Linked DNA regions of Oryctolagus cuniculus: region 1 is linked to region 2. Evidence: chromatin contacts called from public Hi-C data. All regions are on one chromosome and are shown on one strand. The core of a region is the stretch at or near the end of the contact, and the rest is flanking DNA. Distances in the headings are between cores, read along the strand shown.

Region 1 (4,032 bases), core at 773-3,272, 230 kb after region 2:
TCACCAGGTTGCCCCAGACAGAGGAAATGCTGCAAGCACTTCGAGGCCCACAGTCACAGCCGGGAATGTGCTGCCCGGGGTACAGTGGATGTTGCAGCCCACATGTGGCACAAGGCAGGTCACTCTATCACCATCCATGGCACCAGCAGTGAGGCGGGAGGGTGGTCACTCCCAGAGGTGTTCATCATCCATTTCCATCAGTGGCAAAGCTTGGAGGTGTTCCCTGGTCAGCCACTGAGACACCTGCTGCCCCTGCTCCCCAGGGGCACCCGAGGTGTTGTCAGTACATTCAAAATTGAGAGGACAGGTCCTGGGCTCCCTGGACAGCTCCTTCCTCATGAGCCCACCCCTCTCGTAGCCTCAGCCTCCTCCACCTTGAACTTCTTCCCCTGCTAGCATTTTTGCGGCTCTGGGGTCCACACAGGTCTATCCGCACAGACATGAGCAGAGCACAGGCAGCCTCAAGCCCATCAGTGTTGTGAAAATCACGACCTAGGGGGGCAGGCGACTCTACTGGCATTCTGCTGTTTGAAGGCAGGGCGGAGGAAAACACAAAGGAACAGAGAGGCAGAGGGGGCCTTTGGTGGACCATGAAAGGGCTGTGAAACTGCCTGCAGATAATGCACAGAGCAGCAGAGGGAATCTCAAGTCCAAGGGCTCCCCAGGGAGCCAGGAGTTGTTCTTCCTGTCTTTTAACAGAAGGTTCTCTTGCCGAGGGCTCCTGGCACTGGATGAACCCAGAGATGAAGAAGCCACACTTGTTCATGCAGAGGAGGGAACAGAAGGAAGGTGCCCGCTGCTTCTGTGCTCACTCCTAGTATCACCCCCGCTGGAATAACGAGCTGTATCCTGGCTGCCTGCCCACCTGGGTTGGGGGCCACAGTCCACTTCCCTTAGGGATAAGCGAGGAGCCCACTGTGTGCCCAAGCACTTCCACTCCGTTTGTACACTCGGGAAGTGTAGTACCCCATGTTGTGCACAGGGGGATGCAGAGTGTGAAGGACCTGCCCGAGCTCACAGAGCCCACGGGTGCATGGCTGGCATTCACCACTGGGTCCACCTGCATCCAAACCCAGACTTCCTTCCCCCACCTTAGGCAGCATCCTGGCACCCCTGAGGGTCAGGGCTGGGAAGGGCTTCAGTGGAGGGGATCTCTCTGCCTGTCAGCTTTGCCATGGAAGCCCCAGGCTAAGAGGTAAAGGGAACAGGATCCAGGCCTGGCCAGCAGGCTCTGTCCTTAAATCTCAAGTAGAGTGAGCCACTCATCTGACCAGGTTCCTGCTGACCAGATTTCAGGAAATGCCCTGATCCTACCGCTGGCCTGTACCCCAAAGCCTCCTTTTACCTGCACTTCGCTTCTGGGAGCCCCTGTATTTCTTCAGATGCTTCCTTTTTGGGCTGAATCTGCCAGAGCTGACTTCTTTTGCTAGCACCATGGAACACTAACTTGCTCACCATCCATGTGACTCCTCAGGGCAGCATCCCAGCCCCTCCCTGGATCCCCTCCCTCCTCTCTGCTCCTTGCATGACAGCCCAGAGCCTGCAAGGCCAGGCCTCTGCCCTCACAGCTGCTGCTTCCCCCTGGTTCCTGTGAGATGCCGCTAAGCACTTCGGGATGATGAAGTGAAATAACGCAGGGTTTGTGTGGGCAATGCGGGCCTGGGGCGGAGGGAGCCAAATTAAGAGATGAAGGAAAAGGGGAACATTTCCATATGTTTCTGCCACAGCCATGACTGCTAGCACAGTCAAGCAGGAGCACCCAACAGCCTGTCCCATCAATCCTACGAGGATGCAAACGGAGAACACCCTACGCTAGAGGGCTTGGCTGGCTCACGGTGGGGACAAGCTGGCACCACCTCTGCGAGGCCATGGGCGTCCACGGCTAGGGCAGAGGGGCACACAGAGCCTGGGTGGAGGGAGGAGCACCTGTGCAGAGGTGGCAGTTGGCTCTGCCTGGGTCTCGAAGCTCCCCAGCTCTACTAGATTTAAGTGGCGCGGGGCTAGAACGTCAAGTACAGGAAATGTGAGCTGCAGAGGGATTAGGCAGGGCTCTCAGGAAGGAGCTTTCTGAGCTGCTTGCCGGCAGGGAGTACATTTCCACAGCGCAGATGGCAAGGGCCCCTGCAGGATCTGAATCACGGCAAGGGCCCTGGCCAGGGAGCGCCACACCAGACGCAAATGACTTTAACCATCAGCCCCTGGGGAAAGCTCAGGCCTCAGCAGAGCTAGCCTTGGCCCCAGCGATGTCTGAGTCCAGCCATGTGGTGCAAACATGGGGCTGGAGGCAGGGAGAGCAGGGTGCAGTCTCAGCACAGAAGGGCAGGAGAAGCCCCCCCCCCCCCACCGGGCAGGCCCCTCTGTGCCTGGACAGCCTGGAAATGCAGGAGTGGCAGTGTCCACCGCAGCTCTATTCCTAGACTTGATTATCCCTCCTCTGGAACGGCCTCCAGCAGACCTGTCGTCGGCCCGTCACAAGTCACACAAGAGTGTTTATAAAAAGAGCTGAGTGCGCCTGCTCCTTTATTATGGAGGGGCAGGGCGTGGCCTTCCAGGGTGACAGTGTGGCTGTCAAGTAGGACAGCTTAGATAGATGATTTTAAGTTCATGAGTTGGAAGCTGCACCTCCTTCACTTGGTGCTGTCCTTTTCATCTACCTGTCAATCAGGGGACCTCTCCCCAGAAAGTACCTCTTTTTACCTGGGACATGTGGGTGGTACCACGTAAGCACTTCTGTTTTTCCAAGTGCATAAAAAGCTAGGAAGAGCGGAAGCTCTCTCTCCTCTACGTGGACTCAGGATGATTGGAGCAAGGTAGGATAATTCCCTTTCTTTGGACCCATTCTCCCTTAATAAAGCCTTAATGAGCCTGTGTATTTTCCTTGCTTTATAAATAAAGTTGATCACACTGCATGCCGTGTTTGGGCCTGTAATTAGAATTCTTCTCTAAGTAAAAGGCAAGAACCTGGAAAATGAATTTAAGCCCTTAGCCAGCTCAGAACAGCTGCAAGTGCAGTGACAGCAGCTACAATGTGGAGTGACAGCTGCTGCAGCTGAGCAGCACCCACAATATGGTGAGATCCTGCAAGGAACAATTAATTCTGCCTGGAGAATGGGAAAACTTCCCCGGAAGAGGTGAGCCTGAAGCTGAAGCCCTGAAGAATGAACAAGCATACTTGGGGCAAAAAGTAAGGAGAAGGGTGTTCAGGACCCCTGCGTCCCACATGAGTGCTTGAGTTCGAGTCCCAGTTCCGCTCCCTGTTTGGTTTCCCGCTAAAGCACACTGTGGGAGGCGGTGGTGATAGCTCAAGTATTCGGTCTCTGCCACCCACATGGGAGACCTGGATTGGGTTTCTAGATCCTAGCTTCATCCTGGCTCAGCTCTGGCCATTGTGGAAATCTGGGTGGTGGTCTAACGAAGTGCCTTTTCTCTCTTTCTCTCTATGTTCCTCAGGAAATTAACAAGCAAAATAAGGATGTCTTTTAAAAATTAAGGAAGGGATATATTTTTTATTTTGCTTCCAATGAATAATTATACCCATTTATGGGGTACTGTGTGATGTTTCAATCCATGCACACAACGTACATGTGGACTGAGGGAGCAAACCCAGGTATTTAGCTTAGTGTCACCTCCTACATCACTTTATTGTGGTGAGATATTCAAAACTCTCTCCTCCAGCTATTTTGAACTATTCACTATAACACTGCTAACTGTCATCACCCTGCCGTGCTATGGAACGCCAGGACTCACTCCTGTCTACCTGTATCTCTGTGCTGGTGACCAGCCTCTCCTGTCCTCAGCGCCCTCTGGGAACCGTCATTCTACTGTTTACGGCTGTGAGTTCCACTTCAGATTCCACACAGGATTGAGATCTTTCTATGCTCCTGTCTTTCTATGCCTGGGTGCCTTTATTTAACAGTGTCCTCCAGGTTTATCCTCCTTGTTGCAAATGACAGGATTTCATCCCTTTTCATGGCTGAAGAGTACTCCCCTGTGTATATATAATATACCACATTGCCTTCATTCCCTTGTTCA
Region 2 (3,890 bases), core at 628-3,127:
GAGAGAAAGGTCTTCTAACCGCTGGTTCACTCCCCAAATGGCCTCAACAGCCAGAGCTGAGCTGATCTGAAGCCAAGAGCCAGGAGCTTCTTCCAGGTCTCCCACGTGGGTGCAGGGCCCCAAGTGCTTGAGCCATCTTCCACTGCTTTCCCAGGCCATAGCAGAGAGCTGGATCGGAAGTGGAGCAGCCGGGACTTGAACCAGCACCCATATGGGATGCCGGCACTGCAGGTGGAGGTTTAGCCTACTGCGCCACTGTTTTATGGTCTTTTCCTTTGTGGAACTGTTTATTAGGTAGAGCTATTTAATAACATATAAAGTTGAAAACAAAGGTGTCACGTTGTAGCTCTGAGAATAGCTTCCTTCTATAACTGTTTGTCACATAGACAAGTCAATAAAATCTTCCTAAGCCGAACAATAATGCAACAATGGTCCCTCTGCCTGGGCTGGACTCCAGCCACCCCCTCCCATCCCCTGCTCCGGGTTTGCCCCCAGCCCCAGCGGCGGAGTCTCCCCCTCTGGCCAGCCCTGGTAAGGCACCCAAGCGCTGGGGAGCCTAGAATTCTGGCTGTGAGCCGGCTCTCCTGTTCTCCTTCCCGCCAGGACCAGCCTCCACCGCTCCCTTCCCCGCCCCGCCCCTTTCTGCACGACGGAGGAGACAGAGCAGCCTGGCGTGCAGTGTGTGCCGCAGGTAGGGTGTCCACGTGTGATGCACCCTTGTCCTCTTAGCTGGCCACCAGCGACCCTGACCGTGGCAGGCAGGCGCCATTGTCATTGTTCTAAAAACAGAGGGAGCTGAAGCTTGGACCCCCAGCCAGGGCCCTGAGCCCAAGTCTCCTGCTGGGGCCCCTGTGCTGCTCGCTTCAGCCTGATTCAAGGATGTGACCTGCCTGTGTGTGTGTGTGTGTGTGTGTGTTTGACAGGCAGAGTGGACAGTGAGAGAGAGAGAGACAGAGAGAAAGGTCTTCCTTTGCCGTTGGTTCACCCTCCAATGGCCGCCGCTGCTGGCACGCTGTGGCCGGCGCACCGCGCTGATCCGATGGCAGGAGCCAGGTACTTCTCCTGGTCTCCCATGGGGTGCAGGGCCCAAGCACTCGGGCCATCCTTCACTGCACTCCCTGGCCAGAGCAGAGAGCTGGCCTGGAAGAGGGGCAGCTGGGACAGAATCCGGCGCCCCGACCGAGACTAGAACCCGGCGTGCCGGCGCCGCAAGGCGGAGGATTAGCCTAGTGAGCCGCGGCGGCGGCTTGTTTTTTGTTTTTGTTTTTAGCTTCCACATCTAGGGAGAACACGTGGCAGCGCTGCCCCGAGGAAGGGGGCGCGGGCTGGGTCAGGAGGACAAGTAGCCGCCCCCACCACCTGGCTGCTCCTCCTGCGGCTCCCACTGTCGGCACCTACTTGACCTCCTGACCTCGGTCCACACCTGCCTCCTCCCTCCCCAGGCCAGGCACAGGCGCCCTGACCACAGCGCCCAGCGAGGCCGGGACTCACGCTCTTTTGATTCTCTCCCTTTCTCAATCACGGGCTCCGTGAGATGGGGACCCCTGGACGGACCTCTCATCACTGCCGCCAGGAGGCCCAAATGCGCCCTGGGCGCAGTTGGAACGCAGGACGCGCTCCGGGGCCGGGCACTAGAGGGCGCCCTGGACCTGCGGGAGGCCGGCCCGGGCTGACTCCTGTGCCGGGGCCGCAGCCGGGGGAGCTCCACCGGGATCCCGGGCAGGGCGTTGAGGCTGCAGGCTAAGAAGGGGCTCCCCTGCTGACGTCATCGACCATGGCGACAGCACGGGCTGTCGCTCACTGCACCCAGCCCGTTGAAATCTGCCCTGGGGCTTCCCAGAGGTTGAAGAGGTCCAGGCTTAGAGGGATCAGGGTTGCACTGGAGGTGACAGTGCTGCCTCTCCTAGTGCCGGACCGGGGAAGCTGGGTGGAGAGGCTCCTACCCTCATAGAGGCTTTCTCCCAAGCCTGTTTCCTTTGAAGCCCTGGGCTTGGTGCAACAGCCTTGCTCAGCTCTGTGACAATGGAGTGAGGCTGCTTTGCTGCCCTGGGCACGTGGGGCTCGGTGCCAGCCTGCAGCCCAGGCAAACCAGCAAAGAGCAGGCTTGGCCTCCTTTGCTGGGTCCCTGACGGCTGCTGCCCTTGCTAAGTGACAGCCCAGGACGAGGTGCACAGGAGGCACCGGGGCCAATGCCAGGTCTATATGAGTCATCTGGGGCCCAAAGACAGGAGCAGCAGCTGAGCCTCCCCAAGCTGGGGTGCCCCACAAGGGACACTCATGGGGAAACTGGGCATGCAGTACCCGGCCAAGACAAGGGGCAGCTGCCCAATGTGGGCCTGGGGGCTGTGGGAGAGGCCAGCATGGTGGCCCTCTCCAGCGGGCCAGGCTGTGTCTCCTTGCGGTTCCAATCTGGGGGCCATGACTGGGGACTTGGGACATCTGCTTTCATCCCGTCCCCTGCTCAGCCCGGAATCCAGGGGGCTGGGGGGCAGTCCCGCAGGGGTCAGATGAAAATGAGATGGAGGATGTTGGAATCTAAAAAAACAGATGGGTTTAGGACATTACAGATGAATCATTTAACTAATTACACTTTTACAATCAAAGCTGTTTTTGAACTACGAGAGTGCAAGAAAGCACATGTATGTGTGGTGCTCGGAGCCCCTTTCGCTCCCTTGATTAATTCCAAACAGCCGGACTGAGTCATTCATGTCAAAATTGGTCCCAGGCTGGGGCCCTGCCTCAGGGACCACGCTGCGGCCGGGAGCCTGTAAATCCCGGAGCAAGTGTGTGCCCCATCCCTCTGGTGGGGGTGGGGGGTATTTGGGCAGATGGGTCCCCTGCACTATGCTTGGGGCCCAGGAGGTGGCGCTAGTGCAACCCTCAGCAGCTGCCACCTTGCAATTCTGGATTATGGTCTCACTAGGGAAGGCACTACAGAAACCCCCTCCCACCAGGCTCCCTTCCTCGTCTTTGCCCTGCAGCCTGGGAGGCCCCTTCCTGAAATGCCTGGGGCCACATGGGTTTCAGGTTTCGCATTGTGGAAAGTCTGCCTGCAACACAAGATATTTTGGGGCAGGACCAGACTCAACCCCACATTCATTTGTCTCATAGGCCTGAGGAACAGCTTATGTGCTGGTGCATCTGTGTTTGCGCTGCGATCCATCCCGTGAGGTCAGATGTGGAATTGTCTGCTGTGGCCTCGGATTTGTGCTCAGGAGGTTTGAGTTTTGGAGCTTTCTGCCTTGGCCTCCCATGAATAAGTGTGTATCCAGTAAGCACTCAGTACTTGCCCCCGCTTCCCTGGCACAGTTGGAGGGCTGAGGGGCTGAGAGGTGACAGTCCTGTCTCATGGGTTCCCTAAAGGACTCAGTGCCCCTGGCAGCTGTCTCTGGGGAGGGTGGCTTCTAGAACCAGGGCCAAGTTCAGCCATCATCTCCCCCCAGCGGACCTTCAAAACCATGGCCTTCAAGGTTTTACCTGATGCGGCCCAGACACCCCTTGGCATTTGCCTTCTACCATCTCCCTGTCCCTCGCTCACTCATTCCTTCCACTGTGGCCTTCAGTGCTGCTGGAGACACAAAGCTCACTCCAAATTCATGACCTGGGCACCTGCTTTTTCCTCTGCTGGGAAAATTTCTCCCTCAAGATCATTGCTTTTTTTCATCATTTAACTCTCAATTCATCCACTTAAGATGATTAATTGGGCCAGCGCCACGGCTCACTAGGCTAATCCTCCACCTTGTGGCGCCGGCACACTGGGTTCTAGTCCCGGTCGGGGCGCCAGATCCTGTCCCGGTTGCCCCTCTTCCAGGCCAGCCCTCTGCTATGGCCCGGGAGTGCAGTGGAGGATGGCCCAAGTCCTTGGGCCCTGCACCCCATGGGAGACCAGG

The links. Hi-C and Micro-C count contacts between places; a contact is called where the count stands out from the background.
Region 1: a Hi-C map of psoas muscle shows a contact between it and region 2, with 7 times the contacts expected there. The contact joins two enhancer-like sites. A contact is called at or near these places in 3 of 6 Hi-C or Micro-C datasets (ear pinna, psoas muscle and an unstated tissue).

Annotation. Positions count from the first base shown.
Region 1 is chr6:64,078,324-64,082,355 of mOryCun1.1, forward strand. All of the region lies in intron 2 of COL23A1 (collagen type XXIII alpha 1 chain), which reads right to left. Among named protein-coding and RNA genes, the nearest start is that of COL23A1, 48 kb to the right of the region's middle. Within about 2 kb of position 2,023, at least 1 of the 8 cell types and tissues checked has an H3K27ac peak or open chromatin away from gene starts, as enhancers often do.
Region 2 is chr6:63,849,449-63,853,338 of mOryCun1.1, forward strand. The region is part of intron 5 of COL23A1 (collagen type XXIII alpha 1 chain); the gene reads right to left. Among named protein-coding and RNA genes, the nearest start is that of PHYKPL, 39 kb to the left of the region's middle. Within about 2 kb of position 1,878, at least 1 of the 8 cell types and tissues checked has an H3K27ac peak or open chromatin away from gene starts, as enhancers often do.